2 separate regions of the Hordeum vulgare genome follow, and region 1 is linked to region 2. The links are chromatin contacts, called in public Hi-C maps. All regions are on one chromosome and are shown on one strand. Each heading gives the region's core, a stretch centred on a gene start, on an enhancer-like site or on the middle of the called end of the contact. The rest is flanking DNA. Distances are from core to core; before and after follow the strand shown. Region 1 holds the start of LOC123443754 (LRR receptor-like serine/threonine-protein kinase GSO1). Region 2 holds the start of LOC123443751 (DENN domain and WD repeat-containing protein SCD1).

Evidence for each region. Hi-C and Micro-C count contacts between places; a contact is called where the count stands out from the background.
Region 1: a Hi-C map of seedling shows a contact between it and region 2, with 5 times the contacts expected there. The contact joins the promoter of LOC123443754 here to the promoter of LOC123443751 in region 2. A contact is called at or near these places in 2 of 6 Hi-C or Micro-C datasets (leaf and seedling) and 1 of 1 datasets of contacts at active chromatin or transcription factors (embryo).

The regions. Positions count from the first base shown.
Region 1 is chr3H:327,519,504-327,526,214 of MorexV3_pseudomolecules_assembly, reverse strand. It overlaps LOC123443754 (LRR receptor-like serine/threonine-protein kinase GSO1), which reads right to left and starts at 4,353. Exons shown (of 4, transcript XM_045120276.1): 1 at 3,444-4,353; 2 at 2,867-3,127; 3 at 1,853-2,785; 4 at 1-547. The coding sequence starts at 4,290. The coding sequence ends at 87.
Region 2 is chr3H:326,799,564-326,807,042 of MorexV3_pseudomolecules_assembly, reverse strand. LOC123443751 (DENN domain and WD repeat-containing protein SCD1) reads left to right here and starts at 5,836. Exons shown (of 31, transcript XM_045120274.1): 1 at 5,836-6,187; 2 at 7,444-7,479. The coding sequence starts at 6,005.

The sequences.
Region 1 (6,711 bases), core at 3,104-5,603, 720 kb before region 2:
TAGATAAGTAGGAGTTGATTCCAGGCAAGGCAGCACTGCCAGGCGCGAGACTGGCAAAAAAGGTTATTACATTGTATTCCCATCCATCACAAGGTGTCCAATTCTTGAACGAGCTCTTCCATGGTGGGTCTTTGCTCAGGGTTTTCACTGGTGCAGACCAATGCAATCTTTGCCAGTTTAGCCGCTTCCGTTGCTGAGTAACATCCTTTCATGTTGCCGTCGATGAGGTCATGGACATTGCCTGTCTCGAAGGGCAGCTGCATCGTTTTACTTTTACCCGTGAGTATCTGAAACACAATTACCCCGAAAGCGTAAACATCGCTCTTCTCCGAGAACCGACCGACGGTGGTGTACTCAGGGGCAAGGTACCCCATGGCGGCACTCGCCTTGAGTGTCGAGAAGACCAGGTCGTCCACAAGAAGCTTGTGCAGGCCGGAACCAGAAATCAGAGGCTTGTAGGTGTAATCCACCAGAACTTTGTCCGCCGATATGTTTTGGTGAACAAGAGGGAGTTTGTTTGCTCTAGTACTGTGCAGATATCCAATTCCTGCATAATAAACATGGATAAGGAACCTTGCTTTTGCAAAAATTCGAACCAATGAAAGAATGTAACACGGAATAGATTCAACTGGTTTGGACGGTAATCTAATAATACACTTTGTATTTACAGGCATATGTTCCTAATTTCACAGGTTGTGGCTTCTTGCAGATACTTGAGACGATTTGAGTGCTCTAGCCCATGGTACTTTAATTACGGAAAGGCTAAAAATTTAACGTCAGATTTGTACATAGCAAATTGAACGTTTTCCATGACAATTTGATGCGAGGATGACAAATTTAGTTTACAAACCCGGTTATTTTCTGGCAAAAAATAAACTATGACAAATTTACCATGCTCGCGAACTAAACTTGTCAATCTCAACGAACACTGTCATAAAATATGTTCGATTTGCCAATGCCTAAAAATCTGATGTTCCCTGAATATCCAGGTCCTTTAATTATTATGGCTATGCGCACCCCATGATGAGGCAGGGTTTTCCTCCATTTTAAAAACCCGAATGGTAACGTCCACACGTATGCCATATCTGCAATTTGTCCAGACGCACTAATCTTCGTCTGTTATGTTTTACACGAATCCTAAAGAAGTTTGTTGGAATTTCAGTTTTCCGTAGGCATAGCATGTTGTGTGGGTGTTAGAGCGCTTGCCCACACGATCTGCAATGTGCGGTTATCAGCTGCGCCATGTGGGTGAACCAGTTTCTATCTACACAGTCACCCCCAAGTCGCCCGCGTGTGGGTGAACTGCTCTCCGCCCACGCTTGTAGTTGCTAGATGGCAACTGCAGTTGCACGTATGTGGCAACTAGATAAACACACATGGCAACTATGATTAACCATATATGTCAACTATGGTTGGACCACACGTGACAAGTAGTTAATCACACATGACAACTATTGTTTGATCATATGTGGCAAGTAGTTAATCATACATGGCAACTATGATTTAATTACATGCGGCAAGTGTCGTTAATTGGACATGGCAACTATAGTTAACCAAAACAGAAAAGTTGTTATGCTTTTTCAACTACATTTGTCATCCTGGGTAACTAAAGTTGTCATCTCCGAAGTAACTAAAGTGTCATTCCCCGGATACAAAATTATACTACTAAGCTTAAGATACTTATTTTGGACAGAGGAGTACCACACTAGCAGTAGCAGTGTTTGATAACTGATGGAAATTATACTACTAAGCTTAAGATACTTATTTTGAACAGAGGAGTACCACACTGGCAGTAGCAGTGTTTGATAACTGATGGCTTAGACACTGACAGAGAGGGACACTACCACCATACCTTTAGCAATTCCCTTGATGATGGACACCCTCGTGGACCACTCAAGGACGCGCCCGCCATGGCCGAGAGCACCGCCGCCGCCGTCTTCTCCTGCAACGTCCAAGAAGTGCGATAGACTGCCGTTGGGCACGAAGTCGTGCACGAGGAAGCACTCTCCCCTGGCCCTGGAGCAGCAGAACCCCCTCAGCCCCACGATGTTGTCGTGCCGAAGCTCGGCCAGCAGCTTGAGGCCCTTGAGGAACTCCGCCTCCTCCTGCTTGCAGCAGGTCTTGCCCAGTCGAGTGACGACGACGGGCGTGCCGTCGCGCAGCGTGCCCCTGTACGTGGCCGCGAAGCTGCTTCCGGCGCCACTCTTGGACCTGGAGGTTTTCTTCCCCATGAGATTCAGCTCCGAGAAGTAGTGCGTCGCGGACTCCACCTCCTCCATGTTGAACCGGAAGCTCGGGGACACCTCCTGCGAGAACCCGACGCCGCTCCGCCCGTCGGCCAGCGGGTCCCAGCCGTTGGAGTACTCGAGGCTCACCAGCGTTGACGACGCGCTCTTGCGGAACGATTCCTTGGTCGCCTCGCCCTCGATGCTGCACCGGCCGCCCACCGTGGTCATCGGAGGTGCGCCTGCGCCTGAGGCCCTCCTCTGCTTGCGCCACCTGTGCCACGAGAAGACCAAGAGACCGGCCGCTGTCGCCCCCAGAAGGATCACCGCGACAATGACGACGGCCGCGAGAGCCTTGGTGGAAGGGGGGCAGTGGGTTCCGCTGCAATGCCTGTCGGAAGAGCCCGGCTTGATCTGCGGCGCGATGCCAGCGCTGAACGGCTGGGGCCTGTCGGGGTCGATGAGGTCCGCCGGAGTGCACGGCCGGAGATCGGGGAGCCCGGTGCCGCACAGATCAGTGTTGTTCCCGTACTGGAATCCACCCTCCAGCTTGGCCAGTTCTGGGGAGCAACCAAATCAAACTGACACTGAGCGGAGCAGTTCTTGGGAGCTCAAGAATGGATTCGTAGATTGTTGCGTACCGGAGGGCACGCTGCCGGTGAGCGAGTTGTTCCTAACATCGAGAGCAGCGAGCTGAGGCAGCCTGGCGAGCCTCACCGGGATGGAGCCGAAGAGGTTGTTGAAGCTCAAGTCCAGCCGCCTCAGCTCGGGCAGGTCGCCGAGGCTAGCAGGGATGGCGCCGTTCAGGTGGTTGGACTGCAAAGCCAACACGGCGAGCCTGTTCAGCAGCCCCAGCTGGGTGGGGATGCTCCCGGTCAGCTGATTGTAGCACAGCTGCAACACTTTTTTTTTTTGACACATCAACATTAACAGCAGTGTTAGAGTGGCAAACAAACCAACAAGTGTAGAAAATCAATCGATGACCAAATCATATATATAGCAATATCAGCCAAGAAGCGTCAGTGAATCCAAGAACTTGTTTCAGGATCATGGCACGCTAGGTAGCATAGGAGACTGGAGTACTGGACTGGAATAGAACGGGACGAATCGAATCAATCCAAGCAATGCAGCACTGGCAGTGGCAGAGTTCACGGCGCCACATGCAACTAGGCAAGCAAGAATCAGAAAGAGAAGACGCGGAGCTCGGACTTGGCTCACCTTGCAGCGAGGCCATGGCGCCGATCTCGGCCGGGATGGGCCCGGAGAAGTTGTTGACGTTAAGGTAGACATCGGTGAGCCTTGTGAGCTTGGCGAGCTCCGGGGGCACCCCGCCGCGGAGCTCGTTGTAATGGAGGTACAGGCCGGTGAGCGCGCGGAGGCCCGCGACGGCAGGGGAGAGCGTCCCGGCCAGGCCCTTCCCCTGCAGCGAGACGTTGGCGACAGCGCCGAGGGCGTCACACGCGACGCCCTCGAACCCTCCACGGGCACACGGGTCCCGCCCGGGCGCCCACGACGGCAGAAGGCGCCCCGTCGGGTCCAGCGCCGCCTTGAACTCCAGCAGCGCCCGCAGCTCTCCGTCATCCGCCGCAGAGGCCAGGCCGAACAGAGAGTGGCAAACGACTGCCAATACCGCGAGGGCTACGAAGCGGGCGCAGGCCATTGCCGGCCGCGCAGGTGCTCTTCTTGGTGCGCGGGGAGAGGGGAAGGGAGGGTGGAGGGGACACGAGCGTGCAGAGGTGAGGGGTCCGAGGAGACGAGTGAAGAAGTAAAATACTCCGAGAGGGTCGGTCAGCAGCATGCACCGAGCTGAGTTGTGTGAGGATGAATCATGGGCCTCGCATGTCAGTTCGTGGAGCTGGGCTATACCTGGCCATATGCCGGCCAGATCGGGCTGAAAAGAACCACCGTTGAAAACCCACGCCCGAGTCCGGCCCCGCCCGACCGCCGGGCCTAACAAAAAGTGCTCGAGCCTGAAAAAGCCCGACATGGCCACCGGCCCGGCCTGACTACGGCTAAAAATAGTTTTGCTCAAGCCTGAGATCGGCCCGGCCTGATTGTTGGGCATGATTTCAGGGTCGAGCTCGGCCTGATAGGATGATTAGGCCTCGTTCAGTCCGGAATGTGGTAGAACGATGAACTTCTTCTCTTGTGCTTTTAAAGATAGTCTTCTCAACACTGAATCACTCTCTCATGGATTTAGCATGGGTAGAAGAGATTGATCTTGTGAAAAACAACTTAGAAAGGCTAGAAATCAAGGTTTAAATGATTGGAATGGAATCTCTTGATCTCAACACATTAGTAGATGACTCTCTCTTAAAAAATGGATATGGCAAGTGTAATTGTGTTCCGAGTGTAGGTGGAGGGGTATATATAGGCATCCCTAAAATCCAACCTTTACAACATTATTGCCCAACTCGTTGGCACCGAAATCAATCTCGGTGGTACCGAGTTGCACTAAATATGAAAACTTTTGAACTCTCGGTGAGACCTATATAGGAATCTTGGTGATACCAATACAATGACCTAGACCAGTTTCTAAATCTCAATGAGACCGATTTCGAACTAGAAAATTCTGATTCTTGAATTCCTCTCCACAGAAAGTTGGTCACTGAATCTCGATGACACCGACGTGAAAGTTGATGGTACCAAGATGGTAGGCTTTGGCATAGAGTGTGTCAAGTGTAAAATCGATAGGGCCGAGTGGAAATACTTGGTGGCACCGATTTTGCTGATGTGGCTTTGCACAGAGATATTTTGTGAGAGAATGGCTAAGTATTTTTTGTGGCTACTTCTAAGCACTTGAGCAACCAATTCATCATAATACCCCATCCCCTTTTAATAGTATTGATTTTCCTATCGACTCAAAGTGATTTCTCACAATTGTAAAAATGAAGATCCTTCTTGCTTGAAGCTTGAGCCAATCCTATTCCTTTCCTTGCATCAAGGGGCATCTCCATACAATCCTATAGACAAGGCATCTTTGAACTTTTCTGAAATATACTTGGATAAGATCATTAGTCCAATGATGCATATTTTATAATTATTTACCAAAACCACCTTTGGTACCAATTGTGCTTTCAATCTCCCCCTTCTTGGTAATTGAGGACAACATATAGATCAAAGCTTCGACAAAAGATATAATCAATGGTTAGCATCGACGCTTTGAGAAGTATGTGAAAAGCCAGAGCTCCCCCTAAATTTATGCATTATTTTAAATTTGCTTTTGAATGCAAATGCACAATCGATTAGGACCATGGGTTACTCTTCCATGTCACATACAACTTGTTGGTGCGCATAAATGACATGAATGAATAGTAATGCACATAACATCAATCAAGCAAGTGAATGATCACCATGTAGATAGCTCAAAGGTAATAGTGTGATAGCATCAAACAATCAAAGCATATGATCAAACACTCCTAAAAGGATAAATATTGGAAATATGCCCTAGAGGCAATAATAAAATGGTTATTATCATATTTCCTTGTTCATGATAATCGTCTATCGTTCATGCTATAATTGTATTAACAGGAAACAGTAATACATGTGTGAATGAATAGATCACAATGTGTCCCTAGCAAGCCTCTAGTTGGCTAGCTCGTTGGTCAATAGATGATCATGGTTTCCTGATCATGGACATTTGGATGTCATTGATAGCGGGATCACATTATTGGGAGAATGATGTGGTGGACAAGACCCAATCCTAAGCCTAGCACTAGATCGTATTGTTCGTATGCTAATGCTTTTCTAATGTCAAGTATCTTTTCCTTCGACCGTGAGATTGTGCAACTCCCGGATACCGTAGGAGTGCTTTGGGTGTATCAAACGTCACAACGTAACTGGGTGACTATAAAGGTGCACTACGGGTACCTCCGAAAGTGTCTGTTGGGTTGGCACGAATCGAGATCGGGATTTGTCACTCCGTGTGACGGAGAGGTATCTCTGGGCCCACTCGGTAGAACATCATCATGAGCTCAATGTGACTAAGGAGTTAGTCACACGATGACGAACTACGGAACGAGTAAAGAGACTTACCGGTAACGAGATTGAACAAGGTATAGGTATACCGACGATCGAATCTCGGGCAAGTTCTATACCGACAGACAAAGGGAATCGTATACGGGATTGATTGAATCCTTGACATCGTGGTTCATCCGATGAGATCATCGTGGAGCTAGTGGGAGCCACCATGGGTATCCAGACCCCGCTGATGGTTATTGGCCAGAGAGGTGTCTCGGTCATGTCTGCCTGTCTCCCGAACCCGTAGGGTCTACACACTTAAGGTTCGATGACGCTAGGGTTATAGGGAATTGTTATACGAGATTACCGAAAGTTGTTCGGAGTCCCGGATGAGATCCAGGACGTCACGAGGAGCTCCGGAATGGTCCGGAGGTAAAGATTGATATATAGGACGGATGGTTTCGGACACCGAAAGTGTTTCGGGCATCACCGGTAACGTACCGGGACCACCGGGACCACCGGAGGT
Region 2 (7,479 bases), core at 4,587-7,086:
ATGATTCACGTTCGTTACTTTGATAGTTTGATATGTGGGTGGACCGGCGCTTGGGTACTGCCCTTACTTGGACAAGCATCCCACTTATGATTAACCCCTCTCGCAAGCATCCGCAACTACGAAAGAAGAATTAAGACAAAGTCTAACAATAACATTAAACTAGTGGATCCAAATCAGTCCCTTACGAAGCAACACATAAACTAGGGTTTAAGCTTCTATCACTCTAGCAACCCATCATCTACTTACTACTTTCCAATGCCTTCCTCTAGGCCCAAATAATGGTGAAGTGTTATGTAGTCGACGTTCACATAACACCACTAGAGGAAAAACAACATACAACACATCAAAATATCGAACGAATACCAAATTCACATGACTACTATTAGCATGACTTATCCCATGTCCTCAGGAACAAAAGTAACTACTCACAAAGCATAATCATATTCATGACCAGAGAGGTAATGAGTAGCATCAAGGATCTGAACATAAAGTCTTCCACCAAATAATCCAACTAGCATCAACTACAAAGAGTAATTAACACTACTAGCAACCTTACAAGTACCAATCGGAGTCGCGAGACGGAGATTGGTTACAAGAGATGAAGTAGGGTTTGGAGATGAGATGGTGCTGATGAAGATGTTGATGGTGATGAGTCCCCTCCGATGAGAGGAGTGTTGGTGATGACGATGGCGACGATTTCCCCCTCCGGGAGGGAAGTTTCCCTCGCAGGATCGTCCTGCCGGAGCTCTAGATTGGTTCTGCTCAAGTTCCGCCTCGTGGCGGCGGCGAATCCTCGAAAAAGCCTCCTCCTGATTTTTTTCCCGGACGAAACCCTTCATATAGCAGAAGAGGGGGGGCAGAGGGCCAGCTGGGTGCCCACAAGCCCCCTAGGCGCGGCCAGGGGGTGGCCGCGCCTAGCACGCTTGTGGCCACCTGCTGGCGCCCCTCTGGCGCTTCTTCGGCCCAATATTTTTTATAAATCCGGAAAAAATCCTCGTTGATTTTTACAGCGTTTGGAGTTACGCATAATAGGTATCTCAAACTTGCTCCAATTTCAGGCCAGAATTATAGCTGCCGGCATTCTCCCTCTTCAAGTAAACCTTGCAAAATAAGAGAGAAAAGGCATAAGTATTGTACTGTGAAGTGAAATAACAACCCAAGAAGCGATAAATATCAACATGAAAGCATGATGCAAAATGGACGTATCAGCAGTCAACTTAGTCAAAACTTTAGGAATAGTCGTAAGACGGTCGAATTCCATATGCCTCAAGACATTAGTTGATACATCTACTTGTTCTTTACAACTACCCAGATTAAAGCCTACACTAGAAAGCTTTGAATGAATTGAATTTGAAGAAAAAGAAAGAAAATACTTTGAACTCATGTCCGTACCGAGGTAGTCCAAATTGCGCACAACTTTGTGACGCATTTCCTTCATCACGGAGTCATCATCCGTCGCTGACGCCCCGTCTGGAGACACCCCAAACCTCCCACTATGACGAGTCAGAGTGATTCCATCAGCAAAAGCCGTCATAGTGGGGGTGGGGTGCACGTCGTGGCTAAGGGTCCAGCCGTGTACGGTGCCTCGGAAGAAGCGGATGGCTGAGTCCATAGTGGTGAAGTAGCAACCGACCAAGCCATCCCAAAGGCCTCCCTCGTTGTCGTAGTCGAGACCATTCCCATCCCTGCAACATCAGCAACTGGACCATCTAGGGGTTACTGAGTTAGAGTAGAAGCCCCACCCCGATGATCACAATCGCTGATGCATCCTCCGCATACGCCATGCCCCCACCCGCGAGCAAGTCGTCCATGGCAGTGGAGTGAGGGGAAGGCGAGGATGGAGTCAGATCCTCCCCCCGGCCCAGCCAAGTCTCACCAGAGCTGCTACCTTGCTCCACACGGCCCAGCCCGGAAAGAACAACCTCTCCACCTGGGCTGCTGCTGTTTGCGGTGCGGCCCAGCTCACCAAGAGCAGCCACCACAGGCCCAACATGGATGTCGGATGTCCAAGCAGCAGCGCCACGACCTGACGATGGACACTGATGGCCACCTGTTGCAGTAGCAAGACCGCTTGCTGGCGGTAGCATTCCCACCTGCAAGGTCACGCACCTCGCCTCCAAAAACCCAGGAAGGGGACGCAGCAAAGTCGGCGATGAACGACGAATCCTCTCCACGATCTCTCTACCTTGCTCCGTCCTCGAGCACGAGTTATATGGAGTAACAACCATGACCGTGCTGGCTTGAACAGTAGAAGTACCACTCTTACTGGCAGCCAGTGTCCCGTCAGAAAGGTTGGCATCAACCTCCATGTTAGTGTATAGCGAACTCTGTGAGATGTTCTGTCCAGCGGAGCCCTCCATGTCGTGCTCATTTTCTTCATCATCATCATCATTATCACCCTTTCGTTGCCAGAAGAAAGGGACAAAGTTGGGATCAGGAATAAAATCCGCAACCTCACGACGGAAATAGAACTCGTACTCCTTGGGCTTCACCACACATGCAGCCCCAATATACTGTCCATCATCGTTGATTCACTTCTCAAGCACTTTGGAGTCCAACATACCCACCAGAATTCGAACAATACCATGACTCCTATAGGTGACAAGATCAACATCAAGGCTAGTCCCAATAAGTGTACCAACAACCCAAAAACCGAGGAAATGTCTCACAACATAAGGCACACCCTAAATCGTACCCAGACCTTCTCAAGTACTTTAATCGGCTGTACATCCTGGGTCTTCCACACAAAAATAGAAGCTTGTGCCATAAAGAAGGAATATTCGGTTGAATAACATCCACTCTCTGAAGATCCTCGACGGAAGGAAAGCCAATTAGATAGGCATCATCACCATGGGGCAAGGCCTCCCAAGTCCACTTTGAGGACTGAAACATCCTCGACATCAGACTCTCAACGGATTATGCAGGAACAGGCTCTCCGGCAACCATAACCAAAGCAGTAGGAGAGGTCGCCGGAATCAGGTGAGGCTTGTAGACGCTATCAGGAAATTGCACAAACATAATCTCATCAATACCATGCCCCGAAGTGAAACAAGAGGGCTTTGGGAGCCTTAACGTCGGGCATCTGAAGGTTGGGTGAGCTGCAGTATCACAAACTAAACAGTAGTGCTGCACCAGATAGGCTCTTGTGGTATGAGAATCCACACGACACTTCCAACACTTGGTGCTCTTTTTAGCTTTAACCTTGCCCCTGCAGCCGCCTCAGATTGATGCGTCGTATCAGGGACCAAAGTGCCACTTGCCGATGCGGTAGCATCAACAGCAACCGTCGAAATCACAGCAGTCGGCTGGACAAACTGTGGCTGCATCGGCTGTTGCAACTGAACCGTCTAAGGCTGCAACAGAGACTGCATCGGCTGAGGTCGCGTGTTGTCTAGGCCTTGGAGAACCGAGATGACACACTACCCCGGGAGATGATGTGTGCTATCGATGCCGCGTCGTCGATGCATGCTGACAGCTAGGAAGAGGGGTTGCACGCCCTCAATGCTCCATCGACGATGGGTCACACACCAAACTGCCATGTGACCCTCTCACCTCCCACACTCTCACCATCGCATGGCCCCTCTCATTAGAAAATCACTCCACATCCTATATACCTAAGAGTTTTATTCCCACCATCCTATTTATCTTAACATGCAAGCTATCCACATCAGCGCTCCGCTACCGAATTACAAGAGGGACCCATCATTGGTTGACATGAATTATCTGCCTTCTTAGCAAGGTCATCTCAATTTCTTCCACCACGTCGTGCCGCACACAAGTATTGTGCATTATCATGATGTGCAGCGTGCAACAAATGTAGGTGGCATACAAAACGAGTGCCTGTCCATCTTCCTTTTATCCACTATCTCAGTATTGATCATTCATAGGCTCGTTTATTGGAATAAAGCCAGTTCATCTCCCACAAATCATGAATGAATCATTCAGCCTTCCAACTAAGTGCTACTGCAACGCGGCGGTAGCAAGGACAGACAAATAACAGTGCGCTGGTATCCATTAACGAGAGCAATAGGTGCACGTAGGCAACAGTGATGACATAGCAGCGGGCGAGGCCACACACCGATTAAAACGGTCGTAGGTTGAGGTATGTCAAAAGATCAATCAGCCTTTTTGCCTAATTTTTGAACGGATTAGTTTATCTAATCAGATTTTTTTTGTAGTGAATAATTTGTGCATCATTAAATTTTGGACTGATTATTTACATTCTATATTGTCAAAATTCTACACCATCACTGGATACTACCGCGGGTCAAACAAGCAGAACGAGAGTGTTAGATAGATGGAGAAGAGCACCGCTACATGACTAGAATGGGGAGCCGTGTGTTGCCACCTTGGGCATGGATCCGAAGGATCTGAATTACGCCAGATGCATTCATCCCCTACAAACTCCAATATTTCAAGGCGACCTTTTAATCCTAATTTAATTTTATTAACCGCGTACATGCAGATAACTTATCAGGCTTATTTTGAGGAATGGAACTAAGCTTTACCAAATTCAGAAGCATGTATATTTTTCTTTTACAGGGGAGAAGCATGTATATTTACTATGCATTAGATAAAAAAAATTAAAGCTACCCGAGTATAATGTCATGAATGGTAGCACTATGTTGCACAAGGTTCATCCAATGAGAATCATGATTTATTCGATAGTATACTTCGTGATTTATTAGTAATATTTTAATAGAATAGTAGATTATTAGCGAACCCGTGTTTTTTTGCTCTAAGCAAACTATCTTTTTGTGGAATAGAGAACTATATTTGTCGTTGTTGTTTCAGGTCTTTTCAAGGGTTGAAATCTCTTTAATTAAAGGTGTTTTTTCGCATCACCTTGGTGATATATTGTTAAGGTAATAATTAGTACACAAATTCACGTGCACACAATTTTTGTTTTTCATCACATTTCTATCTTATTCTAAACAATATTTTTTTTCCAGAGAACACTCTTTATCATCGGCACATACTAAAATTTCATTGCACACAGTTTTATCTTTTCAACACTTTTCTTTGTTATTTGAAATAATATTTTTCCAAAGAATATCATTGGCACATACTGTTTCATAAAAAATTCTCATGTTTGTAAACATCAAATTATTTATTAACGATTCCCGCAACAACATGCAGGTATCATCTAGTGTGATAAAATAGTCAAACCCCTATTTATCGCTCTATCTCTCTAACCATCACTTCTCCCCTTCGAAAAACCCCAAAATCTGATTGATAGATGAGAAACTCAGGCAGAACGTCGTCATAGAAATATATAAACCCCCAGAAAGGATATTTTTGTATCATTTGTTGGTAGTTGGCAAAGAGGACTTTGAAGAACAAGGCCTAAAATTTGCTACCGTATTCCGTATTCCTAACGGTAATTTTATAAAAATGATACCAATATGATCAAACGTGATATATTTAGACTAAAAGTAGGACACCCTTTATTAATTAATGCTGCATCTTAACGATTTTCTGTTTTTTACGCTCTACATGATAACTTTTATTTTAAAACATGGCAAATTCTTATGGGAGTATCTCTTTTCGCATGAAAAATTCGGTGCTCAGTTTTTTTAGCGGCAATGTCATCAGATTTATAGTACTCCCTCCGTTTCTAAATATAAGTTTTTTAAAAGATCTCACTAGGGGTCTACATACGAAGTAAAATGAATGAATATATACTCTAAAGTATGTCTATATATATCCGTATATATTCCATAGTGCAACCTTTAAAAAAACTTATTTAGGAACGGAGGGAGTATTTTTGTATTTTTTTCCCTAACGGGTCTATCCCTGTTTTTTCCCTAACGGATCACAAACAGAAAGTCCACCCGACCCATGTAGTAGTTCGTCGCCTTCCTTCGTCCCACGGCCTACACCATCTCCTCCCTTTCCCGCAGAGTCGAAATTAGGGAGAGATCGACGGAGACCGACCGCGCCGAGGATCCCTTCCCGGAGGCGGGCGGGTAGGCGTGACTGCCGGTGATCGACGACAGCGGCGATGGCATCAACGTCACGGATCTTCGAGTATTTCGTGGTATGCGGGCTGGGGCCAGAGATCCGGGCGCTGGATGGCCTGAAGGGCTTCCATGGCGCCGAAGAAATGTACATGCCTGCCTTCATCGACCAGTTCCCGCACTCGGGCCACGCGCTCTACCCTCCCCCGCCCCCGCAGCTCCCCACCGTGAGTCGCAGATCCCGCTCCTTTCAGCCAGCTGCCCATCGTTAGAATTTTTGGTGAAATGGACAAATTGGTGTTGTTAGCATTTGATTGGGCTGGCGTGTTGCTAACTTCGAAATGGTTGATCATTAGAGGTGAATTCGTGATGCTCTAGTGCACTGAGGTTAGAATTGTATATGCCAGTTGCGTACTCAACTGTGCATCGGCCGAGACAGAAATTTAAGAATGGCTGGGAAAATTATAGGCCTCCACACTGTGCCGTGAATTGTTTGGCCTGCGACGTGATCAGGGACGAAGCCAGTGCGACGTGAATCGTGATAACATTGTCAGCACACTTGCTGATCTAGTGGGGATAGTTCTTTTTGCACGGCCACTGCTTGCTGCCCCATGCCACCGCTTGCTCGCCATCCTACTGGGGTTGTGCCGCCTCAAGATTACGCGACCACCTAGTCTGTTGATTAGGTTGACCTGATTCGGTTGGGTTTCAAGTTTGATTGATTTTTATAAGGGTGAGTCTGTAGGCACTCAGACCAATGTGCACACTAGATAACTAGAGGCTTAACCTAGCTCTGCCCAACAGAGTTTCTTCTTTGAACAGTTACATTCATCTCTCCTTATTAAAAGTTATCATCAGAAGTTCAAAATCCTGCTATCTTGGGAAAATGATGGTATAGCTAGGGAGTGGTTCCTTGTCGGCTTGTCTATGCTGGCATTCTAGGACAAGTGCCCCAACTTGCTCCGTGGTTGGAGATAATTGAACATGGAAGGATACTTTTACAATGTGATCATGTGATGTATGTAGGGACATGCTATTTTAGCAGTCACATCCCTGCCAGTGACCTTTTGCCCGTGCCCTTTTTGTATCAGCACATATAATCTACAACCAAAATTAGTTAGCAGTGTCAAAGTCTGTAAGCCATGTCTTATTGCGTAAAAACACGTTAATGACACATGGGATGGAAAACAAGGGGTAGGGTGTGCCATGCATTTATTTTTAACCATCATTTTTTTTAGCAATGGTGGATAATTCCATGTCATTTTCCCAGGGGTTGAACCTTGAACACCAATAAAATAGTGGAGATCTTTGCTAGATAACTGAAAGGAAAAGATAGTAATGTGAACAAGAGAATGTGAATGATCTCATGTTATAATAATTTGAACCGCTGAATGACAATCATGATATCATCATGTCTATTTTATCCCTAATCTTGTTTTATTGTAATCTGAACCTTTCTATCATTGTCCGTTGATAACTGCAGTGTGTTTTGCCAGCTGGTGTAAGAATATACTCTTCT